3 separate regions of the Mus musculus genome follow, and regions 2 and 3 are each linked to region 1. Evidence: chromatin contacts called from public HiChIP or PLAC-seq and promoter capture Hi-C data. All regions are on one chromosome and are shown on one strand. The core of a region is the stretch at or near the end of the contact, and the rest is flanking DNA. Distances in the headings are between cores, read along the strand shown. Region 1 holds the start of Tle3 (transducin-like enhancer of split 3). Region 2 holds the start of Kif23 (kinesin family member 23). Region 3 overlaps Paqr5 (progestin and adipoQ receptor family member V).

The links. Promoter capture Hi-C pulls out the DNA fragments that hold promoters and counts their contacts. HiChIP or PLAC-seq counts read pairs in DNA pulled down with a chosen protein or histone mark.
Region 2: a promoter capture Hi-C map of erythroid cells shows a contact between it and region 1, with 23 times the contacts expected there. The contact joins the promoter of Kif23 here to the promoter of Tle3 in region 1. A contact is called at or near these places in 3 of 39 promoter capture datasets (the C10 cell line, cranial neural crest and erythroid cells), 1 of 484 Hi-C or Micro-C datasets (embryonic stem cells), 7 of 115 datasets of contacts at active chromatin or transcription factors (bone marrow-derived macrophages, effector CD8 T cells, embryonic stem cells and 3 more) and 3 of 9 other capture datasets (adipose tissue, liver and pancreatic islet).
Region 3: an H3K4me3 HiChIP or PLAC-seq map of pro-B cells shows a contact between it and region 1, with 5 times the contacts expected there. The contact joins the enhancer-like site here to the promoter of Tle3 in region 1. A contact is called at or near these places in 1 of 39 promoter capture datasets (the C10 cell line), 2 of 115 datasets of contacts at active chromatin or transcription factors (bone marrow-derived macrophages and pro-B cells) and 1 of 9 other capture datasets (liver).

Annotation. Positions count from the first base shown.
Region 1 is chr9:61,369,467-61,373,618 of GRCm38.p6, forward strand. Tle3 (transducin-like enhancer of split 3) reads left to right here and starts at 2,900. Exons shown (of 20, transcript NM_009389.2): 1 at 2,900-3,995. The coding sequence starts at 3,972. Gm34157 (a long non-coding RNA gene) reads right to left here and starts at 1,024. Exons shown (of 3, transcript XR_379512.3): 1 at 918-1,024; 2 at 694-821; 3 at 1-264.
Region 2 is chr9:61,944,897-61,948,980 of GRCm38.p6, forward strand. It overlaps Kif23 (kinesin family member 23), which reads right to left and starts at 1,903. Exons shown (of 23, transcript NM_024245.4): 1 at 1,716-1,903; 2 at 454-523. The coding sequence starts at 1,726.
Region 3 is chr9:61,964,174-61,968,647 of GRCm38.p6, forward strand. All of the region lies in intron 5 of Paqr5 (progestin and adipoQ receptor family member V), which reads right to left. Among named protein-coding and RNA genes, the nearest start is that of Gm35152, 10 kb to the right of the region's middle. Within about 2 kb of position 1,653, at least 112 of the 459 cell types and tissues checked have an H3K27ac peak or open chromatin away from gene starts, as enhancers often do. A contact at or near this core is called in bone marrow-derived macrophages and pro-B cells, where this site is marked.

The DNA of each region.
Region 1 (4,152 bases), core at 1,650-4,149:
CACACAGTGGGGAGCGCTGCTGCAAGCAGTTCGGCTCTGCCGTGGGGGCGGCGCTCGGCAAAACCGCATCCATCACGCTCATCATCCGTGTGGCAGGCCGGGTGCTGGCGCCTGGGTTCACAGGAGAACTCAATGTGAAGTCTGCCTTGCACTAGCTCACGCTGACTAGTGGGGTCCTTGGGAGCATCACTGCCCTGGCAGGAGACGCGGAGACCAGAGACAGAGCTGCGGCGCTTTTCTGTACACAGTCCGCATAGACAGGACCTGAAAGCCCAAGGCATCGGCGGCCGCCAGGAGGAGGGCGCCGTCCGACCCAGTCCGGAGGGAGACGGAGGAGAGAGAGGCCGAGTAAGGCGCCTTGGCTTGGGCATCTTGAAGGCATTGTGTTTAATAAATCTGGGCGAAAAGCACACCCGCTCTTCTCCCCCCCCCCTTTTCTCGGCTCCCAAATCAAGACCTGCTGTACGACCCCCAGTTTAAGGGGTCTTAAAACCCCTGCACTTTGATTAGCAGCTTCAAAGAGATCCCTTTAAAGTTCCCCTTCTTCCCCAACCTCACCTCTCCTCGACACCCATCCCCCCCCAGCACTCCTAAGACCAGAACAACAACAACAAAACTAAATGCAAGTTTAAAGGGGGGCGGTGGAGATGGAAAATCTCAGACTTCCTCCTGAACGCGGCCCATAGAAATTACCTATTTCAGACGTGCGCAGGAGTAGGAACACCGTGGAGTTTGGGTTTTGATTTTCTTCCTTTTTTTTCTTTCTTTCTTTCCTTTTTCTTCTTCTTTTTTTTTTCTTCAGGGTTTGTGTGTGTTTTTACCTTTTATTATTTAAATTGATACGTTTCATTACTAGGGAGAAAAATAAAATATTCCTTTGATACACAAAATCAAATTGATATTTAGCCTCTGCTTACTTTTTTATGCATGGCTCCTTTATACCACATGGTAGTGACAGATTGTTTGAGCTGGAAGGAAAAGCCATTCAAAGCTAATTAAGCAGCCATTCCAAGCACTATTTGCAAGCGGGAGGCTCAGAAGCCTCGGCATTTGTCAGCGCTCCCCCACCCCTCGTGGTTTTGACTGACAGCTCTGGCTAAGGACTGACAGCTCTCGGAATCTCCACCAATTACTAGTCGAGAGTCTCTTTGCTGGTCTGTGATTGGGTTTTAGACTTGCTCGGGGGCGTGGCCGGCGCGCCCCACGTGGGGGCTGGAGCGAGAAAGGGGCGGGCCGGGTAGGAAGCGGGTGCGCCCACCCGTGACGTAAGGGGGAGGGCAGAGAAGGGGGAGGGGAGAGGGAAGCTCCAAAGAGGAGCCATTTTGAGACTAATGGATGCTTTGGCCAGATGCTCGCATCTGTCGAGCTAGGCTTCTCCCTGCCCCCTCCCCCTTTTCGGTGCGCATCGTACACGATTTATGTTTTTATTTAGGAGAATAAATAAATGAAGAGGGGAGCGTGGTCGAGGCCGGAGCGGGCGCTGAGAGGCTCCATCTCGGGGCGGCCGCTCACGTGGAGGTCCCCGCGCGCTCCCAGCTACTCATTAAGATGCAAACGCGAAACTCAGGCTCCTAATGAGGGGAAAATATAGATTCCGGGGGCGCGCGGCCGGCTCGCGCGCGCCCGCAACGGGCCAGGAGCGTGTGCTTGCGTGCAAGCTTGGTGGGAAAGCCGGGAGGGACCCGAGGACACCTGGGCGGCCCACTCGGCGTTGGTTCTCCGAGGCCGGCGGACCTAGGGTGGGCAGTGTGCCCTGACGTGACCCTTGTCTGCGAGCAGATGGGCCCCAGAGTCGAATATCTACGCCTCCTTGGGTGTCTATGCTGGTGACCAGGGACGCTCCAGGCTCGCAGTCGCTCTTCCACGGGTGGCTGCCGATGCATGTGCCCAGGCAGGCCATCAGGCCAAGAAACGGGGTCGGAACTCTGGGTCGTAGCCAGGAGGGCCCCAACTCCGTGCTTTCCCTTCTTCACCATCTCGGGCCCGGAGCACTGCTGAGGAACCCGCCTTGGCAAGGCTGCGGCCAGGACGTAGCTGTCCCCAAAGGGCAAGAGCCCCAAATGGGGCTAGCCGCACTACTGAGCCTGTTGTCCGCAGACTGCCAGGCCCTTCCATCTGCGCGGCCCGCCAAGCCAGAGTTCTCAGACTTCCCCCTCGCCGGCAGCCGCCTTGCATCAGAGGCGCTGTTTATTTGGCTTTCTGAAAAGAAGGGCGAATGAACAAAGGAGAAAAGCGGGGCGCCCAAGGGTGGGAGAGGGGGCAGAAACGGATAAAAGAAAGAGAAACTCAGTTTGGAGAACAGTCTTAGAGGTCGGAGGTAACTTTGGGTGCCAGCATTTTATCGGTCCTAAATCTTTTGAAGTGAAAACATTAAACTGACAAAGTGATTCTGTTTGTTTTATAGTATCTAATTGGGCTGCTTTGCAACCCTAATGAGATTAGAGGGGGGCAATCGTTCGCCGCCTCTGCAGAATCAACTGATCCATTACTACCAGCCACAGGTTTTAAGGATTGTACAGCTTGTCCTTTTTTCCCCCCCTTTTGTTGTTACTCGTTTTCTCCTTCTCCCCTCCCGCCAAATAATTATTTGCTAGTAGATCGTGGGAAAAAAAGAAGAAAAAAAACCTAGCAGCCCAGGACTATAATATATATCTATTTATTATATGTCTTTCGGTTAATTCCTGATGTGAGGAGCGCTGTTTTTCACTCCCAAGCGAAAGTCACCAGCGGGTAGGGCCTGATTGCTACTTTTCATGCATAGTTTTAGACACAAGAGGGCATTGTGACGTCGCGCCTGGCGGCGCCCAGTCGCAGTCCGAGTCCCGTGGCCCCACGTGGGAGCCTCGCACTCCCATTGGCCAACGCTAGGCGAAGCCGCCACATTATTTTGTTACTTTTCAGTCCCTATTTGGAACTGCTCTCGCGGCAGTTCAGACCTCGTGCTCGGCCCCCTTCGCCTGTCTGTGTGTGGTATCCGCAGGTCCGAGGCACTTTTTTTTTTTTTTGAGTGCGTGTACGTGTGTGTGTTGAGTGCGTGTGCTTGTGTGTTTTGGGGGTTTGTCGGGGCGCGGAGAGGAGAGCCAGGCTGGGAGGAAGGAAAGAAGCCGCAGAGCTCCCGGGCTCGGGCTACGTCTCCCCCTCCGGTGCTCTCCAGCCTGCGCGCTCCTAGGCGGCAGGACGCAGACCGCTCCTCGCCAGAGACGCGGCCGATCCACTTGAAAGCAGAGGACCCCTTCGCCGAGGCTTCCTATGCCGGCTGGAGTTAGGATGCCACGGCTCATTATTTGCACCGACTGAGCCCGGAGTTCCTCCTCGACCCTGGGAAGGGCTGGCGGCGGCGGCAGGAGCAGACGGAACAGCAGGCTCTCCTCTCCGAGGGGGGTGGGGGGGCGTCGAAGCGTCCTCGCTGGGCTCTAGCCCTCACCCACGGTCCTCAAGCCGTCACCTCGGTGGCCTGCTTCCTTTCTCTTCTCGCCGCGAGCTCCGGGCCCGACCGCCTCTGGGATCTGACCCGCGCGCCCCGGATGCTCCGGGCTGCCCAGACGCGCCCCCCTCCAGCCTCATCGTCCTGATTGACCCGTGAGGGGACAGGAGAATCCCCCTTCCCGCAAACCCCCGGCCTCGGGATTCCGCACTGGAGCCGCCAGGGAGCCGATGATGTCCACGCAGACCCGGCTTCTGACACTGTTCACGCAGCCGGGGGAAGGCGGCCGGCCGCAGCCGGCCGAGCCCTAGGCGCACAAAGCGCGAGCCCGCCGACGACTTTGCCGCTCGCTCCGCCGCTCTTTGTCTGCACTTGGGGCGCACGCCCGACTCTGGGATTTCGCTGCGAGAGCGGGCTGGGGGGGCCGGGGGCGAGCTCTCGGTTCCCCGGCCGCCCCCCGCTCGGGCTCGCCTCCCCCCTCCCCCGCACGTCCCCGGCTCGGGCTCTCAGCGCTTCCAAGCTCTCGGAATCGCGACCCCTCCCTGCCATGTATCCGCAAGGCAGACATCCGGTGAGTAATTGCAACTAGGCTTATTTAAGCATCTATCATGGCAGGGTAAACGAGGCAGTTTATCTAGCACCTCCATTTTGCTTGTTGCTACCTTTATGGTGCGCGCGCGTGTGTGCGCTCACACAAAGGGGCTGGGTGGGTGGGGGCGCCGTAGAGA
Region 2 (4,084 bases), core at 653-3,152, 570 kb after region 1:
GAGACCCTCTGCAGTGGCAGTGGGGGGATGGAGGGGATATTCAGAAACTTCTTTTCAGGAAGAGGTACTAACTAAATCCAGTTATTCTGCACTAGTCTCTATGAACTTTGAGTACGTGTCAGTTACCACACACAGGTGGGAGAGGGCTAAGACTTGAGGAAAAAGTCCCCACCCATCCCCACCCCAAAGAGTAGAACCTGCTGGGAGAGACCATTTAACCTTTCAAATCTAATTAGTGATAGTAGGTTTGCAGTCAACAACTAAAGAGTCCCTTTACAGAAAGCAAACTTCCCAGCTAAACCCAGCTTTATACAATTCAGTGCATCGGTTTAACTGCGTGCTCTTTAACCCGACTTTCATATTGCTTTCCTCCCCTTTCAAGCACACACATACAAGAAGTGGACTAAAGAAAGAAAATACACACACACACACACACACACACACACACCTTACCCCCACTGGATCTTTAAGGTTTGTCTGAGATCCTTTTTTTATTACAGGTTTTCTGACCGTCTTAGCCTTCCTGGTTAAAAAGAGAAAAAAAAGCCATAAATTCAACACTAACATAGAAGACATCACAAATTCTAACAATGAACTTCCTAAGGCTTAAAAAAATCATTTCCCAGCAATCTCAAATACCGCACAGCAAATAACATGTATATAAACAATAAACTGTACTCGAGAAATGTGGTATATGTAATTTAACTCATTAAAATTTCAATTGGGAAAATACACTTTTGATACCATTAGTACTCAGTGGAACTTTTGTTTGTATTTTTTTTAAGTGTTGGAGTGCAAATTCAGAGATTTGCTCATGCTATGTAGGAAGATTAGATTATTCACAATGCTGAAATGTCTTGCTATTTTAAGTAAACAATATAAAAAATTATTTTATTTCAACATTCTCTATCATTTAACTTTTTTTTCCTTTCTCGTTTATAGGCTACAAGAATATTTAACACAAATTAAACCAAAAGACTCGTTTAGACTGTAGATTATTAAAGTACTTTTCTCAATAGAGTCACACGTAAACTAGAAGCAAACCAGAGTCCAGCGATATACTAGGGTAGGTATCCTTAAGTAAATATAAAGACTGACGTTTCCTCATTTTAAAAAGTTCCGTTTTTTTTTTTTTTCGTGTGTGTGCGTGTGAAAGTAACGATTTCTAAAGCCAGCCCTCCTTCGCAGTAAAAGTGTAACCAGGATGTGGCTCTCCTGAAGAGTCTAGGAATACTGAGGAATGTGGGCGTGGGAGATAGAGTAGGCGTGTGGGATGGCCTGGGGACAAAGATAGCGCAAGGTGGCGGAGCTGCAGAAGGACCCTGACCTCAAGGCTAGAACTAGGGAAGGGATGCCGACGGAGCTGTGGAGGCTCAACTCCCCCAAAGTGCCAGCGCGCACCCCGGCTGCGCGCCGCCCGGGGTCCCCAGACCTGCCACCTGCGCAGCGGGCGGGGAGGAAGGAAGCTGGGGAGGGATGGGCAGCCCAAAGGATGGCAACCCGAGGAGGTGGTGGCAGACAGCCCCGGATTCGGAGGCAGCCTTCGCGGGCTCAGAGGACTGGGAGGGCGCCGGCACACCAGGGTCGCCAGCCACCAGAACTCTGCAGTGCGGAGCTTCGGCCTACACTGTACTACGGACTCAGCTCCCGGGCAGTCCCCAGTCTCAGCGTGAGGAGGGCGGCGACCCCCACGCAGTCCTCCCACCAGTACTCACGCTGACTTCATGACCGCAGGCTCCGTGCTATCCTGACGCGCGCGCGGGACGTCGGGCTCCGACAGGAGCAAGGCTGGCGGGAACTAAGCCGAGCAAACCACGGCCGCGGGGACCAGGACTCAATCTGAGGAGAGCCCGGCGGCGACGCTGCAAGCCCAAGTGTGCGCCCGCCCGGCGCATTTCAAACAGGCCAATCAGCGGCCGCCTGCGGCGAAGGGGCGGGGCCTCGGGGAGCGCTGGCACGGCCAGCAGGGGCGCTCGTCTCCTTGGCAACCCAAGGGCGCCAGCCGGAGGCTGAGGAGGGCAGCGCTGGAGAAAAACCTGAGAGGGGAAATCCCGGCCCTTCCGCCCTTCCGTTCTGACGCAGAAGCTGAGATCTCCCAGTCTTTGTCCTGAGAACCTCTAAGGAAGTAAAGCCTTGGTCGGGCATGTTCTAATTTCAGGCTGGCCGCTGGCTACCACATCATCTTATTCATTTTATTGTATTTATATTTTATTTTTACCTTTACTTTTAGTTCTACGTTTACATTTTATCTTACTTTTGATATTTATTTTGAGACGAGAGTATCTTGTATCCCAGGCTGGCCTCACACTTACAGTGAGGACCCCAGAATGATCTTGAAGACTATACCAACTTGGCAGACAACCTGTTGTAAGTTCCTTTCTCTGGATTCTCCAGTTCTCTCTCTCTCTCTCTCTCTCTCTCTCTCTCTCTCTCTGTGTGTGTGTGTGTGTGTGTGTGTGTGTGTGTGTGTGTGTGTGTTTCATGGTGCTAGTGATCAAACCTAGAGCCTCACAATGTTAGGCAAAGGTGATACCACTAAGCCACACATCCTTAACCTTCAAATTCTTGATTTTGATGTTTCCTGGATATACAGAGATGCATAAAATCTACCCACTGCCCTTGTGCAACCACCGTTTACCCTTTGCCTTCTACAAGTTGATTCTTTCTCATTTAATCCCAGCCCCCATGCTGACGATTCCCCAGGGATGTAGCCACACCTGCGTTCTGTGACTCAAGCTCCACTTAGAACTTCCTTTAGGGCCAGCACTGATAAGGATAGCCAGTTTAATATCCATAGTTAATGTCCATATTACTGGACATTAGTCTTTCCAATATTTACTGTTGCAAACTGCTTCGATGAATAAACCTGAAAATGCATCCATGGATAAATTTCCAGAAGCAGATAGAAAGCTACCAGGCTTTGCCACCATCACTTTCCAAAACCGATCCATTTGACTGCACTCTCACCTATAAGTCACAGGTCTGGGAGAGCCCTAGGGTGGGTCATCGCCCTTTGCTTGAGACCCTCAGTGGGGCCCTGAGGCTAGTCTTCCTGTTCAGTTGCGTCACCTCTCACCTGTCCCAAGCCCAACGCTCATGCGTGGAACGTTTCTGCCCCCACACTCGAGTCTCTCTGCTGTCTCTCAGCCTTCCTTTCCTCGGAGAATGCCTCACCTTCTCTGGATCCCAGAGCCCCTGCCGCCCCTCACTGCACCGTTGATTTCAGCATCACCCCACGCGGTGCCCGGCCCCTGTTTACGGAGTCCTCTCCCAGCGTATCCTCTTCAGCCTCGCTAGATGGCACTGTTGCACGCTCGGTGCTTACCACTATGGGCATGGCCCTAAGCGTTGAAAGCGGTGGAGGCTCTCACTGAAGGACACTGGAGGGGCTCTCCCATGCTCCATCTGTAGCTTTGACTCATGCTGGGTTTTCTCTCTCTTGCTCCTGTCCATCCATAGTAAGGCTCTCTAACTCATTCGTTTTCTTTTCTTTTCTTTTTTCTTTCTTTCTTTCTTTTTTTTTTTTTTTTTTTTGGTTTTTGGTTTTTCGAGGCAGGGTTACTCTGTGTAGCCCTGGCTGTCCTGGAACTCACTCTGTAGACCAGGCTGGCCTCAGAAATTCACCTGTCTCTGCCTCCCAAGTGCTGGGATTAAAGGTGTGCACCACGCCCACCCTCCTACATGCCCTTTCTAACCACCCCCCCCCCCCCCCCCCCCGCTTAAAAAAAAGACAAAGGAAAAAAAGAGAGAGGGGGGGAGAAACTCACACACACACAGAAATCCACAAAAACACAAACTGGAGACCATCATATACACATAAAAGCTCAATAAAACAAACAAAAAATAACACACAAAAGTCCAATATGCCTTAACAAAGCAAAATGAAGCAAAAAGTCTACAAAAATATCATTGTTTTGTGTTGGCGGCCAGGCTACTGCCGGGCATGGGGGCCCTGCCCATAAGTGTGATTTGTGTACACAGTGGAGACTCCATTGGAGAAACTAACATTTCCTTTGCAAGCAGGTAACCAGGACAGACAGCCTCTTGGCTAGAGGTGAGAGCACTGGTACCCAACAGGCTTGTG
Region 3 (4,474 bases), core at 403-2,902, 590 kb after region 1:
AAGCAACTGGAACCACCCAGGTGATGGCCACACAAAGACCTGGATTCAAGGAGGTGCTGGATAATCCAGAGGAGTTTCTAAAATATTTATGCCATGCACAAGAACACCGGCCTGGGGAGAGTGACTATGCAGAGGGTCTGTCTTTCCCTCTTCCCCAAGCTGTCCCACTACCCTCCAATGCAAAGACAGAATCCAAAAGGAATCCATTGCGCTTACTGTTTAGAAGCAAGAGACAGGAACTTTCTAGACTGGTCACCACTGGGGACCTAGAGAGGGGCAATAGCTTTAGACCTTCAGCAGTACAGACACTCAGGCTGGCTACCAGGAGGTCAGGATTTAGCAGGGAGACCCCATACAAAACTGCAGCTCTGGGGCTGTAGATGTAGCTCAGCTAGTAGAGTACCAGGATAGCATGCAGGAAGCCTTGGATTCCATCCTCGGTGCTCATAAGCCAGACATGGTGACACTTGCCTGTGAGTCCAACACTCAGAGGTCAAGGCAGGTGGATCAGAAGTTCACGGTCATTTTTAAAAAAGATTTATTTTATTTATATGAGTGCCATCTCTTCAGACTCCTCAAGGTCATTTTAAATATATTTTATATCGTGAATTTGAAGTCAGCCTCGTCTATAGGAGACCCTGAGTTCAAAAACCAAAACAAGGGCTGTAGAGATGGCTCAGTGGTTAAGAGCATTGACTACTCTTCCAAAGGTCCTGAGTTTAATTCCCAGCAATCACATGGTGGCTCGCAACCATCTGTAATGGAATATGATGCCCTCTTCTGGTATGTCTGAAAGTGGCTACAGTGTACTCATATACATAAATAAATAAATGAAACAAACAAAAACCAAACCCAATTACCTTCATGATTACACTACAACACTGGGGAAGAGGCGGATGCACTGTGGCTCCACAGGGACACCCCAGATTCCAGTACAGGCTGGACACATCAGGATCGCGCTGCCCTGGCAGGTTGCCTCTAAAGCTGTGTCTGACCTGTCCCTCCCTCATAGTGTTGTTATAAGGACTTGAAGAAAAGAGGCACCACGGCCCTTAGAGTCACACACAGCCCAGCTACTAAACAGTTGCTATGAAAACAAACCCCTCCCCTCTCATCACAGCTATGTTGGAGCAGAAGGTAAGAGCAAGAGAGGACAGGTTCTGGGTGGAGGGTCTAAGGAGGAGCTGAGAACAGACACAGCTAGGATTTGGCCCAAGTGCCCCTGCCTGCCCCTGCCAGGCCCAGCCTCAGTCTTTCTTCCCCCAGGGGCCCATAACCCCAGCAGAAGCTGTCCAACCACAGCAGTGCGGTTATGTATCTGCAGTGCCTGGGCCGGGCTTACTCCTAAAAGAGTGCTCCTTGTGGCTGGCCACTTACACGCAAAGAAAATCGGGCTCTGACTTGTGGAGGGCTGTGCCCCAAAGCATGGTTTCCTGTGACTTGTCACCAGGCCTGAAAAAGTACTTCCCCAGGAGGCAAATGAATCAGCCTCTCCAGCAGCAAAGCTGGGTCTGCAGGGGACAAAAAGTAGAAGAAGCAAAATAGAAACAGAGGCAAAAAAAAAAAATCCAAACCACAGAAGAGGGGGGGCCACTCCCAAGGTGCAATTCCACATCTAGCCACAGGATGTCACCACAGCCAGAGATTCCTGGAGGTAGCAGCCCTGGCCCAAGATGCCTCCAAAGCACTGCCAAGCACAGCTGGTTTACAGGCCTGAGGACTGAGAACTCTGCCCATTGAGTCAGTAATCCTAAGACAACCTGTGTGTCTAAATGAGTGCCATTGAGCCACTGACATGACCTGCTTCTCTTGCTCTCTGTCCTGCTCCATAGAGCAGTAAGCTGTGTGTGTGTGTGTGTGTGTGTGTGTGTGTGTGTGTGTGTGTGTGTGTGTGCGCGCGCGCCTTTCCTATTCCTGGAACCCTCTGAGGGCACAACCTTACTCCACCCACAGTGCCAGACTTTTCACATGGGTCCCAGAGCCCAGGCAGCCTTTGAGGAATGTTGGTTAGGTGAATGGGCACAGTAGCCCAGATGTACTCTCAGGATCAGCAGAAACAAAGTACGTCGTTGTCAAGGAGAGGAAGCCCCAAACATGGGGTCACAAGACATTCCTGGGTCTGTGCCACATGTCTTCATCCAAATACTGCAGGCATGCTAAATATACAGCATCCACCGTGGACCTGCATGGTCAGGGTGGGGTGTGGGGGAACTCTGGACTAGAATAAAGCAATGTATCCTGGTGGTAACAGGTAGCCAGGAGCTTTAAAAACTTAATTTAAAAGGCTGCAAACATCCCAATAGGCTGCACTCTGTGCTCTTGGGAAAGAAGTCTTGACCCACAGATCGTAGGGACTGCATCTTTCACACCCATGCGCCATCTCTACCCCTACTAAGCACAACATTTGCTCTCTCTGGCCCCCAGTTCTGAATACCAGAGCCATGAGGAGCTAAGGGACCAACTACATAGGGACAATAACTGACCCAAAGACCAGATGCAGGGTCTACCCAGGAGCCCAGGCAGCCAGAGGAAAGGCCACCCAGGCACACTGCACCTCTGTGCTGTGAATATGCCTCTGACCAAGTATTCACCTCGCTTCACCATGGCACAGACGCTGTATACTACACAGTTTAACGCCTCCTGGAATTAGAAGGACCCAGTGATCCAGGAGCAGAGACTTTATTTCCTGGCTCTACAGGTAGATTCAAGCTCCATCCAGCTTTCATGGAATTCTGTGATTTCCAAGAAAATCAGAGAGTCTTTCCGCATCTTCCAAGAATATGAGAGAGCAGTTCCCCAGGGATGATGCTACAGAAAATTCAGTGGGGCACACCAAGCAAGACACTTTGACTCCCAGGGAGAGCAAACTATGCCTGCCTCTAGTCCTTCCCAAAAATTCCGGCAAAAGGAGGAAAACCTGGGTAAACCTATCGGATGCTGCAGAAAAATCTTACCCCCCCCCCCCATAAAAAGAAAGAAAGACACAATTTGGCAGGTTCCCCACAACCTGGGTGTCACTCAGAGCAAACTAGAACCAAGACCATACCAAAGAGGAAGCCCTTACTATGCCTGCTTCTCCCTGGAGAGGGGACAGTACAGTTGGGGGTACAGAGGACACACATGCAACCCTAGTACCTCTCCTGGCCTGCCACTTCTTAGCACTATGTAGATAGGGCTGTCACCTGGCTACAGTCACCTGGAAGGTTTCCTAAGCAACCGAGGAAGCCTGTGCTTTCAGGCAGGCCACTTCTGCAAAGAGCAGTGTCAACTAGCACAGATACTCCCATGACAACGCGGCTCACACTCCGCCCCACAGAATCTTGCATGAAAGGAAAAGGAGTAACAGGATTAGAGACAGGGAGCTGGCATGACTCACGGCCACGCCTGAAGGCTCTTCATCACCCATCAGTGCACGGAGAGCTGGCATGACTCGTGGCCACGCTTGAATGCCCTTCATCAGTGCACCTAGAGATGCCATTCCCACCCATCCCTGTGAGAGGAGGACAGCCTGGTTCTGAGGACCTCTCCCTGTCCATGCCTGTGCAGGCATCCTCTGCATATGACTGAGAATCGGCTATGCAGAAGGGAGCTGTGTTGACCCCACTGTACAGGGGAGAGGATTGAAATTCAAGGAACACACACAGTGACTTGCCTAAGCAGTAAAGCCATCTGTAGAACTTATGGAGACTATAAAAACAATTCTAGTGTAGGGTCACTCTTGTCTACGTTATGAAGAATTTCAGAGCATCTGGTCATATTTGGGGCTTTTCCAAAGAGCCAAGTGGCTGCCCAAGGGATACCCATGAAGTTCAGTGTGATAACTGATATTGTCAACTAGATAGAATCTAGAGTCACCATGGAGACTTGGAGACAATCTTTTCTTTCTTTCTTTCTTTCTTTTTCTTCTTTTTTTTTTTTTTTAGAGATTTATTTATTTATTATATGTAAGTACACTGTAGCTGTTTTCAGACACACCAGAAGAGGGCATCAGATCTCATTATGGATGGTTGTAAGACACCATGTGGTTGCTGGGATTTGAACTCAGGACCTTTGGAAGAGTAGTCAGTGCTCTTAACTGCTGAGCCATCTCTCCAGCCCTTTAATTGTTCTCTCTCTCTCTCTCTCTCTCTCTCTCTCTCTCTCTCTTTCTTTCTTTCTTTCTTTCTAAACCATGGAGACAAATCTTGAGGTAGGCCTATTAGGAAGTTTCTAAATTAAATTAATTAAAGTAGAAAGGCCCACCCTAGCTGTGGTGACATCACACTGTAGGCTGGGGTCTTGAAGTGAGAGGAAAGCATTAAGATAGCTGGTGGAACCATCTATCTTCCTCAAGCCCCAGCCGCTGTAACTTCTCGGCCTTGATGGACTGTGCCCACCAACACACAGAGAAAACTGTGAGCCAGAGAAAACTGTCTTCCTTTAAGTCACTTTTGTCAGGTGCTTTGTCCTAGAAATAAATAAAGCAACTGATATG